Regions from separate parts of the Capra hircus genome. Here region 2 is linked to region 1. The links are chromatin contacts, called in public Hi-C maps. All regions are on one chromosome and are shown on one strand. Each heading gives the region's core, a stretch centred on a gene start, on an enhancer-like site or on the middle of the called end of the contact. The rest is flanking DNA. Distances are from core to core; before and after follow the strand shown.

Region 1 (5,834 bases), core at 2,010-4,509:
GGGGGCTTAGAGCCGAGGGTGCCAGCATCCTACTCAGGGCAGATGGCCAGCAGTTTTTACTTCACTTCCCCCACCCACCCCCACCTGTTCCTCTGGTGCCCTGTGACTGGGCAGGCACCCTGTTGCTCGGGGTGCCTGGGGCTCTCCTGTGGCTGGGGCCCTGCTCACAAGGGGTGGGTGCTCAGGTACGGTGTTGAGTCAGCCCCCAGAACTGGCTCAAGATTTAGACTGAAACCAGGCCAGCCAGTCCCTGCCCCCAGGCATGCCTTCCCCATGGAGGGTGCAGGCAGAATGGGGAACCCAGGACTGTGTTCTGGCCCCGAGAGGAGCCTTGGTGTGACCTGGCCTACTTCGTGCGATCTCTCCTCCATGGTTCGGATGCTCCACCGCGACCGCTGCACACGGGCCTTCGTGACAGCACTTGAAAACGCCTGGGTGTTGTCACCTCACCAGGACGGCAGGAGCTGTGCGGGGCGTGGGGTCCTGCGTTCCCTCTCTGCGTGCTGGTTCCTGGCTGTGAGCACTGGCCACAACTGCTGCCCTGTGGACCCTCAGGGTTCAGAAGCAGTCCCTGTGCTGACCCTGGTGACCCCGTGGGACAAAGGCCATGACTCTACACGGCAGTCAAGCTGATGTGTGCATGCTCATGTGAGCCTGTGAAGCTGCTGTCTTTGGTGAAAACTGGGGGACCGGTGCCTCCTATTTCAGCTTCTTGGGAGTGTGGACTTGTCAATCCCAGGTCCGCAGAGGGACTGGGTGGGTCTGGAATGAGCAGAGGCCTAGTGGTTTGCGGTGGGGGGAGGATGCTCCAGAAGCAGTGACAGCTGGTGCTCCAGCTCACGCCACCTTGCAGTCACCCAGAGCAGACCCAGGGAGACCAACCGCCTTTCTGAAATTAGCTCCCCTAACTGGGCTGCTGGTGAGAACCAACAGGGCTCCTCGCTGGCCTAGAAACGGCTGATGCAGGTCCCACGCCCGTAGGGCTCCTGACTGGAGTGGGGAGCCAGCTGGGCTCACGGGGATATGATGGGTGTGGGGGCAGATGCAGCGAGGCAGGGTCCCTTTGTGCTGGTTCTGGTGCTCAGGACAAGTCAGTGGTGTGTGGGGTGCTCTGATCCACGTTGAACAGGGTCCCCAAGGAGGACTTGGGGGGCAGGGGCAGGAAATGCCCCAACCCGATCGGACCTGCAGCCTGGTTTGGTCCTAGTGCCACTCAGACCTGTGGCCTTGCTGGGCAGGGGCCAGAGATGAGGCCAGCCTCTCACCTGGTCTGTTCTGAGTATGTAGAGCATGCTGGGGACCCAGAGCCACCTGGTGCTGTCAGCTCCCCACTGGGTCCTCCTGAAACCAGGCTCTCTTCCACGTGGTGCCCCAGCAATGAAACCTGCAGCTGGGGCAGATCTGCCCCATGTGCTGGTAGGATGAGGCCCAGTGAGAACACCTCCCCCGTGTCTGCAGCTTTGCTTCGGACCTTGGGAGATGGGGTGGGGTCAGACCCTACACACAACCCTCCCATGGCAACAGGCCTGGTCTCTGGTGAGAAAACTTAGGACAAGTAGTCCATGTTGTAGAACCTAGGCCTGGCAGGAGACGGTGGGGAGCCAGCCTGCCAGCACCCACCCCAGGGTAGGTGTGGGACCCTCTCGACTACAACAGGCTGACTCCCCTCCTGAGGCCTCAGGGGATGTGCCTCCTTGTCTCCCATCCCTGGGAGTTCCTATCTGAGGTGAACATGGGGATAGGAAGATAAAAAAGAAACTATTTCACCCAGTTAAACAGAGCTCACAAGAAACTAGGTAGTTCTTGGATAATCTTTGAGTGTTTGAAAATGACTTTCAAAAATAATTTAAGCTCTTAGACTCATGTTTGCAAAATACACAGTGAATGATTCCAGGGAATCACAGGTTGTAATCAGCATAAGCTGTGAGTCATAAAGTCTCAGGGAGGTGACTCTGGCTAAGCAGTGTGTTCTGACGGCTCTGCGGTCCACAGGTGACCCCCTCCTTCCCCGCCTGCTCCAGCCCTCCCATGACATTGGCTCTTGCCAGCATGCGGGTCAGAAAGACACACATGGTCTACACCTTGGTGCTCCTGAGGTTCAGGAAGAGGCCCAGGGCCTGCACCTGCCTAAGCACCAAACACTCCAGTGCCCACAGGCCATGGGGGGTCCCCTTCTGATGAGGCCAGTGCCGCTCAGGGGTCCTGTGTATTGCTGGCGAGCCTGCGCCCCCAAAGGGCCTTTCGCTATGAAGGTGGGTGAGTGGGACGAATGCACACGTCGGGCCACCAGTGCACTGTCACCCAGGCCTGGGCATGGCTCTAGGTTTTCCCTCTCGACCTGCAGCTGCACCCCCAGGTCTGTGCAGCACTGCAGAAAATTCTACCTGATCATGGGGCAGCTATGTGAGTGGAGCTGGAGGTGTGTGGAGGGCCCCACAAATCTGTCTCACAGCTGCCATAGCCATCCCCTCCCCTGCCCGGTGGCCAAGTGTGGTGGGCCTTGCGCCTTCAGCAGGTACGCTTCTGGTCCCAAACGATATGCCCACCATGTAGGGGTGGATGGAAGTGGCTCCTAGAAACAGTTTCAGTGCCCAGAGGTTTTCCACAAAAACAGAGGAGACACTTTAGCTGTCAGCTGGGGCTGCCTCCCACAGCAGGGATGATGCCCAGCAGTGTTCACCGCCCAGAGTAGGTCTGATGAACTGGCTGAGCAGGAAACTGAGGCCCCGGGGCTCCGGGCTTGCCCAGGTCTCACCCTCGTTTTTGTGTCCTTCATCTAGTGACTTCCTTCAAACAGCTGGAATCCCTGCCATCTGCTCATTTCATCAGAAGCTGCAGAAGCTCTGGTGACTGCAGAGTGCAAGTGACTGAATGGGGACCCTCGACTATCACGAAGATCTCTCGCCGGAAAGGACTCCCGTCCTGTGCCAGGGGGCGAGGACTCCCATGGGGACCGCGGACATCGTTCACCCCTCCCAGGTTCAGCGCAGGGCTCCCTCGCCTGGGCCACGTCTGCCGCTTCTGGAGCAGTCTATGCAGACTGCTCTGCAGAACTTGACACCAGAGTTACAAGGAATCTAGAATTCAACCTCCCAGGGAAAGATCTGTCATGTGAAACGGGGAAGGACCAAGCCAACGGGAGTCCACGCAAGGAGCAAACGCAGGAGTGCGTCCTGGACTGCAGAGCTCTCGGGGCGGCACCGGCGGGACGGCTCCGAGGTGTGCGCGGCTCGCTGCTCGGTTTCACAGGACGAATCTGCTCCGGGCTTGGCTTCCGGAGGACCCGGGCGGCGCCGAGCGGCGAGAGGAGCCCACGCACCGCGGGGCCCTGGCTGCTCGGCCGCTGGGACTGCAGGGCAGACTCGGGGGGCTTTCCCTCACGGCCAGGATTAGGACAGGGAACTCGCGACAGACGCCGCTATCAGAAGACGAGGTTTCCTAGGACAGAGGCTGACGGCGTTTAGCTAAAGAACTTAAGCGAAACAAGTTTCCGGCGCTCTTACTAGTGTTAACGTGCGGTGTTTATCGTGAAGACAGTACTGAGCGGCACCGCGAGGGAAGGCCCGGCAGCAGGCTCCGGGCATCTCCGCTGCTCCGTGATCCCCGCCGTCAACGGTCTTGCACAGCCCGCGGCGCTCAAAGCCCACTGCAGCCTCGGGAGATCACTTCCGGGTCTAAGCGTGGAGGGGGCGGGGCGCGCAGGGGACCTGCCCCCCGGGCGAGGGGCGGGGCTTCTGCAGGGCGCTGTTGTGCGTGACGCAGCCATCTTGGAGCTGGGCGGTGGCGGCGTCCTCTGTGGAGGCGTGGCCGGAACGGAGGTGGCCGTTGTCACCTGTCAAGCTCAGGTGTTCCCTTGGCCTGGCTTCTCAGGCTCCTGTTAAGTTATGGCAGGTGACCTTTGAGGCGGCCGGGCATCCCCCCTCCCCCCACGGCGGCACTGGTGAGCGAGACCGTCCGCCCGAATCTGTGAAAAAAGGGGAAATGTTGAAGACTGACGACAGAGCCATCAGGGTGCCTCTGCCCAACCCATAGCCTCCCTCTCAGATCCCCCTCCTCAGGTTCCCCCCCCCCTCAGGTCTCCCCTCAGGTCCCCCCCTCAGGTTCCCCTCTCAGGTCTCCCTCTCAGGTTCCCCCCTCAGGTCTCCCTCTCAGGTCTCCCTCTCAGATCCACCCCCTCAGATCCACCCCCCGTCAGGTCCCCCTCAGTCCCCCCGTCAGGTCTCCCCCTCAGGTCCCCCCTTCAGGTCTCCCCCTCAGGTCCCCCACCTCAGGTCTCCCTCCTCAGGTCCCCCCGCCTCAGGTCCCCCCGCCTCAGGTCCCCCTGCCTCAGGTCCCCCCCTCAGGTATCCCTCTCAGGTCCTCCCCCTCAGGTGCCCCCTTCAGGTCCCCCCCTCAGGTCTCCCTCTCAGGGCCTCCCCCTCAGATCCTCCCCCTCAGGTCCCCTGCTCAGGTACCCCCCCCTCAGGTCCCTCCCTCAGGTCTCCCCTTCAGACCCCCTGCTCAGGTCCCCCCTCAGGTCTCCCCCACAGGTCCCCCTACTCAGGTCCCCACCCCTCAGGTCTCCTCACTCAGGTCTCCCCCTTATGTCCCCCCTTCAGGTCTCCCTCTCAGGTTCCCCCCCGAGGTCCCCCCTCAGGTCCCTGCCCTCAGATCCCCCCCTCAGGTCCCTGCCCTCAGATCCCCCCCTCAGGTCCCTGCCCTCAGATCCCCCCTCAGGTCCCCCCCAGGTCCCCTCTCAGATCCCCCCCTCAGGTCTCCCTCTCAGGTCCTCCCCCTCAGGTCCCCCCTCAGGTCCCTCCTCAGATCCCCCCCTCAGGTCTCCCCTCAGGTCCCCCCTAGGTCCCCCATCAGGTCCCCCCCAGGTCCCCCTCAGATCCCCCCTCAGGTCTCCCTCTCATGTCCTCCCCCTCAGATCTCCCCTTCAGGTCCCCCCCTCAGGTCCCCCCTCAGGTCTCCCCTTCAGGTCCCCCCACTCAGGTCCCCTCCATTAGGTCTCCCTCTCAGGTCCTCCCTCTCAGGTCCCCATCCCTCAGGTCTCCTCACTCAGGTCTCCCTCTCAGGTCCTCCCCTCAGGTCCCCCCGTCAGGTCTCCCCTTCAGGTCCCCCCCCTCAGGTCTCCCCTTCAGGTCCCCCTGCCTCAGGTCCCCCCTCAGGTCTCCCTCTCAGGTCCCCATCCCTCAGGTCTCCTCACTCAGGTCTCCCTCTCAGGTCCTCCCCTCAGGTCCCCCCCTCAGGTCTCCCCTTCAGGTCCCCCCCCTCAGGTCTCCCTCTCATGTCCTCCCCCTCAGATCCTCCCCCCTCAGGTCCCCCCTTCAGGTCTCCCCTTCAGGTCCCCCCTTCAGGTCCCCCCTCTCAGGTCTCCCTCTCAGGTCCTCCCCTCAGGTCCTCCCCTCAGGTTTCCCTCTCAGGTCCCCCCCTTAGGTCTCCCCCATCAGGTCTCCCTCTCACGTCCCCCCTCTCAGGTCTCCCCCTCAAGGGCTGTTCTGGGGGTGGGGGTCCACCACCGCCCTATCTTGGTGGGGCCTTGAGACCCCCTCTCCTTGTTTCTTTACAGCCTCTCCCTCCTCGAGCCCCCTGGCCTGGTCCTGGGCAGGGCCTGGGTTGCAGATGGTCAAGTTCCACTTTTGTCCATTTTAATGGTCAAATGCACCAATGGCAGCACACGGCAAGAGGTGCTCCCTGTGGTATCTGGAGGTCCTGAGCGGTTCTTGGGCTGAGGTCTGTGGAGCTAGGTCTTTGGAGCTGGATCTCAGAGGAAGAGCCCAGAAGCCCTGCCAAGACAGTTTCATGTTGCATTTCACCCAAATCCCAAAAAGGCAGCTCCTAAAATCCCA
Region 2 (6,045 bases), core at 1,951-4,450, 190 kb after region 1:
CACTAACACTCACTCTCATACTCACACACACACTCTCACAGACTCTCGCTCAAACACACATATACACTTTCTCTCACACACTTCTCTCTCTCTCTTTCACACACACACACACCCTGCCCCAGTGCTAGGTCCTGCCTCCTCCTGTGAAGCCCAGCGGGACAGTCAACCGAGTGTGCCCGGCACTTGGGTGGGGGTCCCGCCGGGCGCCTGCCCTCCCCAGGGGCAGAAGTGCCGCACAGAGGCCCCCGGCGGAGGGACGGGGCGCCCGGGCGGGGTCTCTCAGCCCCACCTCTCCTCGAACGTGGCCGAGTGCGGGTAGAACTGCACGTCGGTGCTCTGGCTGCTGTAGCGGCAGCAGGCCTCGTCGATGTTGTAGGCCTCCACCTTGTCGGACCAGTCCGTCTCGCAGGTTTCCTTGTGCTCCCGGTTCAGCCTGCGGGCGAACGGCGGGCAGGGCCTGCGTCAGGGCGGGTGGGGAGCTGGGCGCACCCCGACGCTGGGCATGGCCAGCCCCCAGGCGACAGGGGGGCCTCATCTGCTGACGGTGGGCCCCGGGGTGCTGGTCTGGCTCTGGATGTCCAGGCCCCCTGGCCACCCCCACCTGCCCAGTGCCCCCTCCCCGCCCTGTGCTCCTGGCTGTGGCTGGGGACAGTCCGTCACCTCTCGCAGCCTCAGGGCCGGGTCACCCGACCTCCTGCCTACAGTGGCCTGAGGGGTAAGAGGACGGGGTCACCCCAAGGGCAGCTCTGGAGGCCGCCCAGACCCACCGAATCTGGCTCACAGCCTGCATGATGGTCCTTTTCAGGAGCTCCTGAATGTTCCGGATGAGCTCGGCCTCCTAGGGGAGAAGACCCCCGCCCCTGGTGAGAGTCTGAGGACCTCCAGGCTCTTAAACCCCGAGGAAGAGCAGAGTTTCGGGTGATGCCCAGTGGAACTGGGCCCTGCTTATGGCCCCAGTCTCTGGTGGAAGTGGGGGCAAGCCTGGTTCTCTTAGAGGATCTATTCTGGGCTTGGAGCACCCTGTCTGGGGCACTGCAGTGGGCTCTTTGGGGGTCTTCTATGGGCTGTGGGGAACATCAGCCAATGGTGGTTCCCACTTGCTGGGCACGCAGCACCCCCGGGCTCTGAGCCATCACTGGTGCCTGCCCACGGACCCCAGAGTGCCCGGCAATAGCCTCTGAGGACCCTATCAACTAAGTCCCCACCCAGGACTGCCCTCACACACCCAGGACACATGGGAACCCTGTGTTTCCTCCTGCCTCCCTGACGGGTTCATTTCCTGGGGAGGAAAAGCCCTCCCTGGATCTGAATCTTCCCCTCCACTGGGCTCTAAGCCCTTGTGTCCGGTTCTGACCCATGGGCCCGCCTTCCTGTCCTGACTCGGTTGTCCATGTACTGCTGGGCGAGGGGCCTGGCTCAGAACAGAGCCGTCCCTCCTGGAGCCTTGGGAGGTTCTTGAGTGAATGAGTGTGAGGGTGGGGCCGTGGGGGGATGGCAGAGGAAGGGCCTGGGCTTAGGGGAGGCACCCAGGTTTGAGGGGGTCCCCGGGTGCCTGACTGTGTGTGTGTCTCCCCACGTCTCATGAGTGACCGTGGCTGCAGCCTGCTCACAGCTGAGGCCCTTCCCCACCAGCATCAGGGGCCTGGCCTGGGTGACCCCCAGTCCTTCAGGGCTGCCCCAAGAACAGGTCCTGCCGGGTCTCTGTGGGATGCACGAGGCCTCCACCCTACCTTCACCGTCCACACCTGCACACCGGCCTGAGGCTGGATTTCCAACGCAGACATTGGCAGGGTGGGGGTGTGGCAGGGCTCCACCTCTGTGAACTCAGGGTCGGGCTTCATCTGCATGACCCAGGGTGACCAGAGGGGCAGGTCAACAGGTGCCGGGCCCCAGGGGTGACTGAGGGGCCACCCAGGAGGCACCGGCGCCACCACGACCTGACCAGGAGGGTCTCCCTTGGCCTGCACGCATTCCAACCCCAGCCAGCCGCCCCTGGGGCCCAGCTCAGGCCCTTCCTGGTTTCCTGGGGGCCGAGCCCTGCCCTGCCTCAGGCCAGCGTCATCCCGGCACACATTCGGGGATGAATGCCACCATGGCCTGGGCCCTGCCTCTCCCCGAGTGAGAGCAGGGGTGGAACAGGTGAGTGGACAAGCACGAGGCTCCAGCCCTGCCCCCGTGCAGGGGGGCACCCAGGCCACGATGCCCCTCACCCAGCAGGGCCTGACTGGCCCAACTTGCAGGGAGCTCAGCCTTGCCCAGCACCCACTGTGGGAACCAGGCCGAGGGAAGGCCAGAACTGGCACCCTCCCCCCTCCCCCCAGGGAGCCTGAGTTCTGCCCCTGCCCCCAGCTGGGGAGGCCCCAGGACCAGTTGGTTCTGGCACCCCACCCCTCTGTGCCTGGGCGTGTGCTCGAGTGTCCCCACGTGGGCAGAGTGCAGGCTCCCAGGGGTGCCCAGGCACCAGGCTCTGCACAGCCAAGTCGAGGGGGGAACACTGGGAAGGTCGTGCTCCCTGGAGAGAGGTGGGAGGCCGGTCTGCGGCTCCAGGGACTGGGCAGCCGAACCTTCAGCAGCTCGATCTCCACACAGTCGCGCACAAGGTCGGGGTGCTGGCGGCGATCGCGGCACTGCAGGTTGTCGGTGACGATGGAGAAGGGCCCGGCCGTGGCGTCCAGGGCGCGCTCCAGCCGCTGCTTCTGGGCCAGCAGCTGCTCGGTCTCGGAGACCAGCTCCTCCACCTGGCGCTGCAGCTCCGACTTCCAGCCGTGCGTGTCTTGCAGGCGCCCGCCCACCTTCCTCGTGGAGTCTTGCTGTGTGCGCTGTGCCAGCGCCTCGGTCTCCGCCGCCAGCTGCTGGCTCTCGTGGCGCTGCCGCTCCGACTGGTCGCGATCGGCGAAGGCCTGGTGGTAGCGGGCATAGCAGTTCTGGAACCACTCGTCCAGTAGGTACTTGGCCGTGCGGAAGCCGGAGGTGGCCAGGCCCGAGGATGTGTGGGCGCCCGTGTTTCGGGCCACATCGTACAGCTTGCGGGGCAGCTGGCATGCTGGCACCGTCTGTGGGGCGGGCTCCTTGGTCAGGAGTATGTCCGTCTGTGCCATGGCGCCGCCCAGGCACGGGCGGGAGTGGGGAGAGAGGGAGGGGGGCCGCTCAGCTCGCTCAGCAGGGCAGCTCTGGCCACTGGGTCCCCAAGCAGGATGTGGCTTCTGGTTTCCCGGAGACAGTACACGCCAAGCCCTCCTGTTGCTAGGCGACTGGAATTCTCCCACCTCCCACCACCTGGTGGCCCTCTTAAAGGGCCAGGCAGGCCCCAGCCCCACCTGTCCTGGCCACGCCTGGTACCTGCCAGAGGAGCTGCATGAGGGACAGGCCCTTGTCTCCTGCGTCAGACTTGTTCCCAGGCAGTGCTCTCCTGGGCACCCACGTGTCCCTGATGGGGGTTGACTCAGCCTCCAGTGGGGGCCTTGAATCAGATCCGCAGATCTGCCCCATAGGAAGGAGGCAGGTCCTGTCATGGGGACAGTGTCCCCACGACCACCCAGGGCCTTGCCTGTGTCTCCTGGCCCCTGGGCTGCCTGCTGCCCTTCAGCTGCTCAGTCGTGTCCCACTCTTTGAGACCCCATGGACTGCAGCACGCCGCGCTTCCCTGTCCATCACCATCTCCTAGAGTTTGCTCAAGCTCATGCGGCTTCAGTCAGTGATGGCGTCCACCCATCTGCTCCTCTGTCTCCCCTTATCCTCCGGCCTTCAGTCTTTCCCAGCATCAGGGTCTTTTCCAATGAGCCAGTTCTTTGAATCTGGTGGCCACAGTATTGGAGCTTCAACTGCAGCATCAGTTCTTCTAATGAACATTCAGGGTTGATATCCTTCAGGATTTTCTGGTTTGATCTCATTGCCGTCCAGGTTACTCTCAAGAGTCTTCTCCACCACCACAGTCCTAAAGCGTCAATTTTTCGGCACTCGGTCTTCTTTATCATTCAACTCTCACACCTGTACACGACACTGGAAAAACAGTAGCTTTGACTATATGGACCTTTGTTGGCAAAGTCATGACTCTGCTTGTTAATACACTGTCTGGGTTTGTCATAGCTTTTCTTCCAAGGAGCAAGTGTCTTTTAATTTCATGGCTGCAGTCACTGTCCTCAGTGATCTTGGAGCCCAAGAAAATAAAGTCTGTCACTGTTTCCACTGTTCCCCATCTATTTGCCGTGAAGTATGAAGTGGATGCCGTGATCTTTGTTTTTTTAATGTTGAGCTTTAAGCCAGCGTTTTCACTCTCTTTCACTTTCATCAAGAGGTCCTTTAATTCCTCATCACTTTCTGTCATTAGGGTGGTGTCATCTGCGTATCTGAGGTTACTGATATTTCTCCCAGTAATCTCACTTCCAGCTTGTGCTTCATCCAGCCCAGCATTTCACATGATGTACTCTGCATATAAATTAATTAAGCAGGGTGACAACATACAGCCTTGATGTTCTCCTTTCCCAATTTTGAACCAGTCCGTTGTTCCATGTCCAATTGTAACTTGCCTCTTGACCTTCACTTGGTACCTGGGGAGAGTGACATCTCCAAGTGCCCCCTCCTGGGCGGGGAGTCCAAGAGCCCCGTTGATTCCCAACATGACCGGCAGAGGGAGACATTGGCTGTGAAATGCGAGAAGGAGGCAGGAAAGGCGGTCTGGTTTTCCCATCTCTTGAAGAATTTTCCACTTTTTGTTGTGATCCACAGAGTCAGAGGCTTTAATGTAGTCCAGGAAGCAGAGGTGGATATTTTTTCTGGAATTCCCTTGCTTTTTTAGGATCCGGAGGATATTGGCAATTTGATCTCTGGTTCCTTCTTCTTTTCTAAATCTAGTTTGAACATCTGGAAGTTCTCAGCTCATGTACTGTTGAAGCCTAGCTTGAAGGATTTTGCTTTGCTAGCATGTGAAACGAGCACAATTGTGCAGTAGTTTGAGCATTCTTTGGCATTGCCCTTCTTTGGGATTGGAATGAAAACTGACCTTTTCCAGTTCTGTGGCCACTGGTGAGTTTTCCAAATTTGCTGGCATATTGAGTGCAGCACTTTCACAGCATCATCTTCTAGGATTTGAAATAGCTCAGCTGGAATTTCATCACCTCCACTAGCCTAGTAATATTTCATAAGGCCCACTTGACTTCATAGTGATGTTTCATAAGGCCCATTACTTCCAACTTGGGGCTTCCCCTTCTGTCCAGGGGCTTCCACTCCCAACAAGGACCTTAAGACTCCCACCCCAGGCTTCCCCCTCCCCAGGTGCTGGGACCACACCCTCTCTGATGCGCTCCACCGGCTAGATCCTGCACCTAGCCTGCCTGCTGCCTCCCGCTGCGCCGGCCGGCCCTTGGCTCGGGGTCCACTCTGCTCTTGGTGGAGCTGGTGTGGGCGGTGTGGGCTCCTGCTTAAGCGTGTCATCATCTCACCTTCCTCTCCCCCCACCTGCCTCCCCCTACCTCAGTTTAAAGGGCTCGTGAGAGGGGCCGACCTACAGGAGGAGCAATCTGGGGGGGCGCCCTCCCAGGGTAATGTAATGTTTCATAAGGCCCACTTGACTTCACAGCCCAAGATGTCTGCCTCTAGGTGAGTGACCACCACACCATCTGGGTTGTAAAGGTCATTAAGACCTTTATTGTACAGTCCCACTGTGTATTTTTGCCTTCTCTTCTTAATCTCTTCTGCTTCTTTTAGGTCCTCACGTTTCCCGTCCTTTATTTTGCCCATTTTTGCATGAAATATTGCCTTAGCGCCTCTAGTTTTCTTGAAGAGATCTGTAGTCTTTTTCAGTCTATTGTTTTCCTCTACTTCGCATTGTTCCCTAGAGAAGGCTTTCTTATCTCTCCTTACTATTCTTTGGAATTCTGAATTCTTGGGTATATCTTTCCCTTTCTCGTTTGCTTTTCGCTTGTCTTCTTTTCTCAGCTATTTGTAAGGCCTCGTCAGAAGCTGTTTCGCCTTCTTACATTTCTTTCTCTTGCAGATGGTTTTGGTCACCATTTCCTGTACAAAGTTACAAACCTCCATCCTTAGAGC

Evidence for each region. A called contact is a pair of places that touch in the nucleus more often than the background predicts.
Region 2: a contact with region 1 is called in a Hi-C map of blood, with 6 times the contacts expected there. The contact joins the promoter of LOC102177295 here to the enhancer-like site in region 1. A contact is called at or near these places in 2 of 5 Hi-C or Micro-C datasets (both in blood).

What each region holds. Positions count from the first base shown.
Region 1 is chr25:617,677-623,510 of ARS1.2, forward strand. No RefSeq gene overlaps it. Among named protein-coding and RNA genes, the nearest start is that of GNG13, 3.5 kb to the left of the region's middle. Within about 2 kb of position 3,260, at least 4 of the 5 cell types and tissues checked have an H3K27ac peak or open chromatin away from gene starts, as enhancers often do.
Region 2 is chr25:810,836-816,880 of ARS1.2, forward strand. It overlaps LOC102177295 (tektin-4), which reads right to left and starts at 3,201. Exons shown (of 6, transcript XM_018040077.1): 1 at 2,565-3,201; 2 at 768-838; 3 at 290-433. The coding sequence starts at 3,098.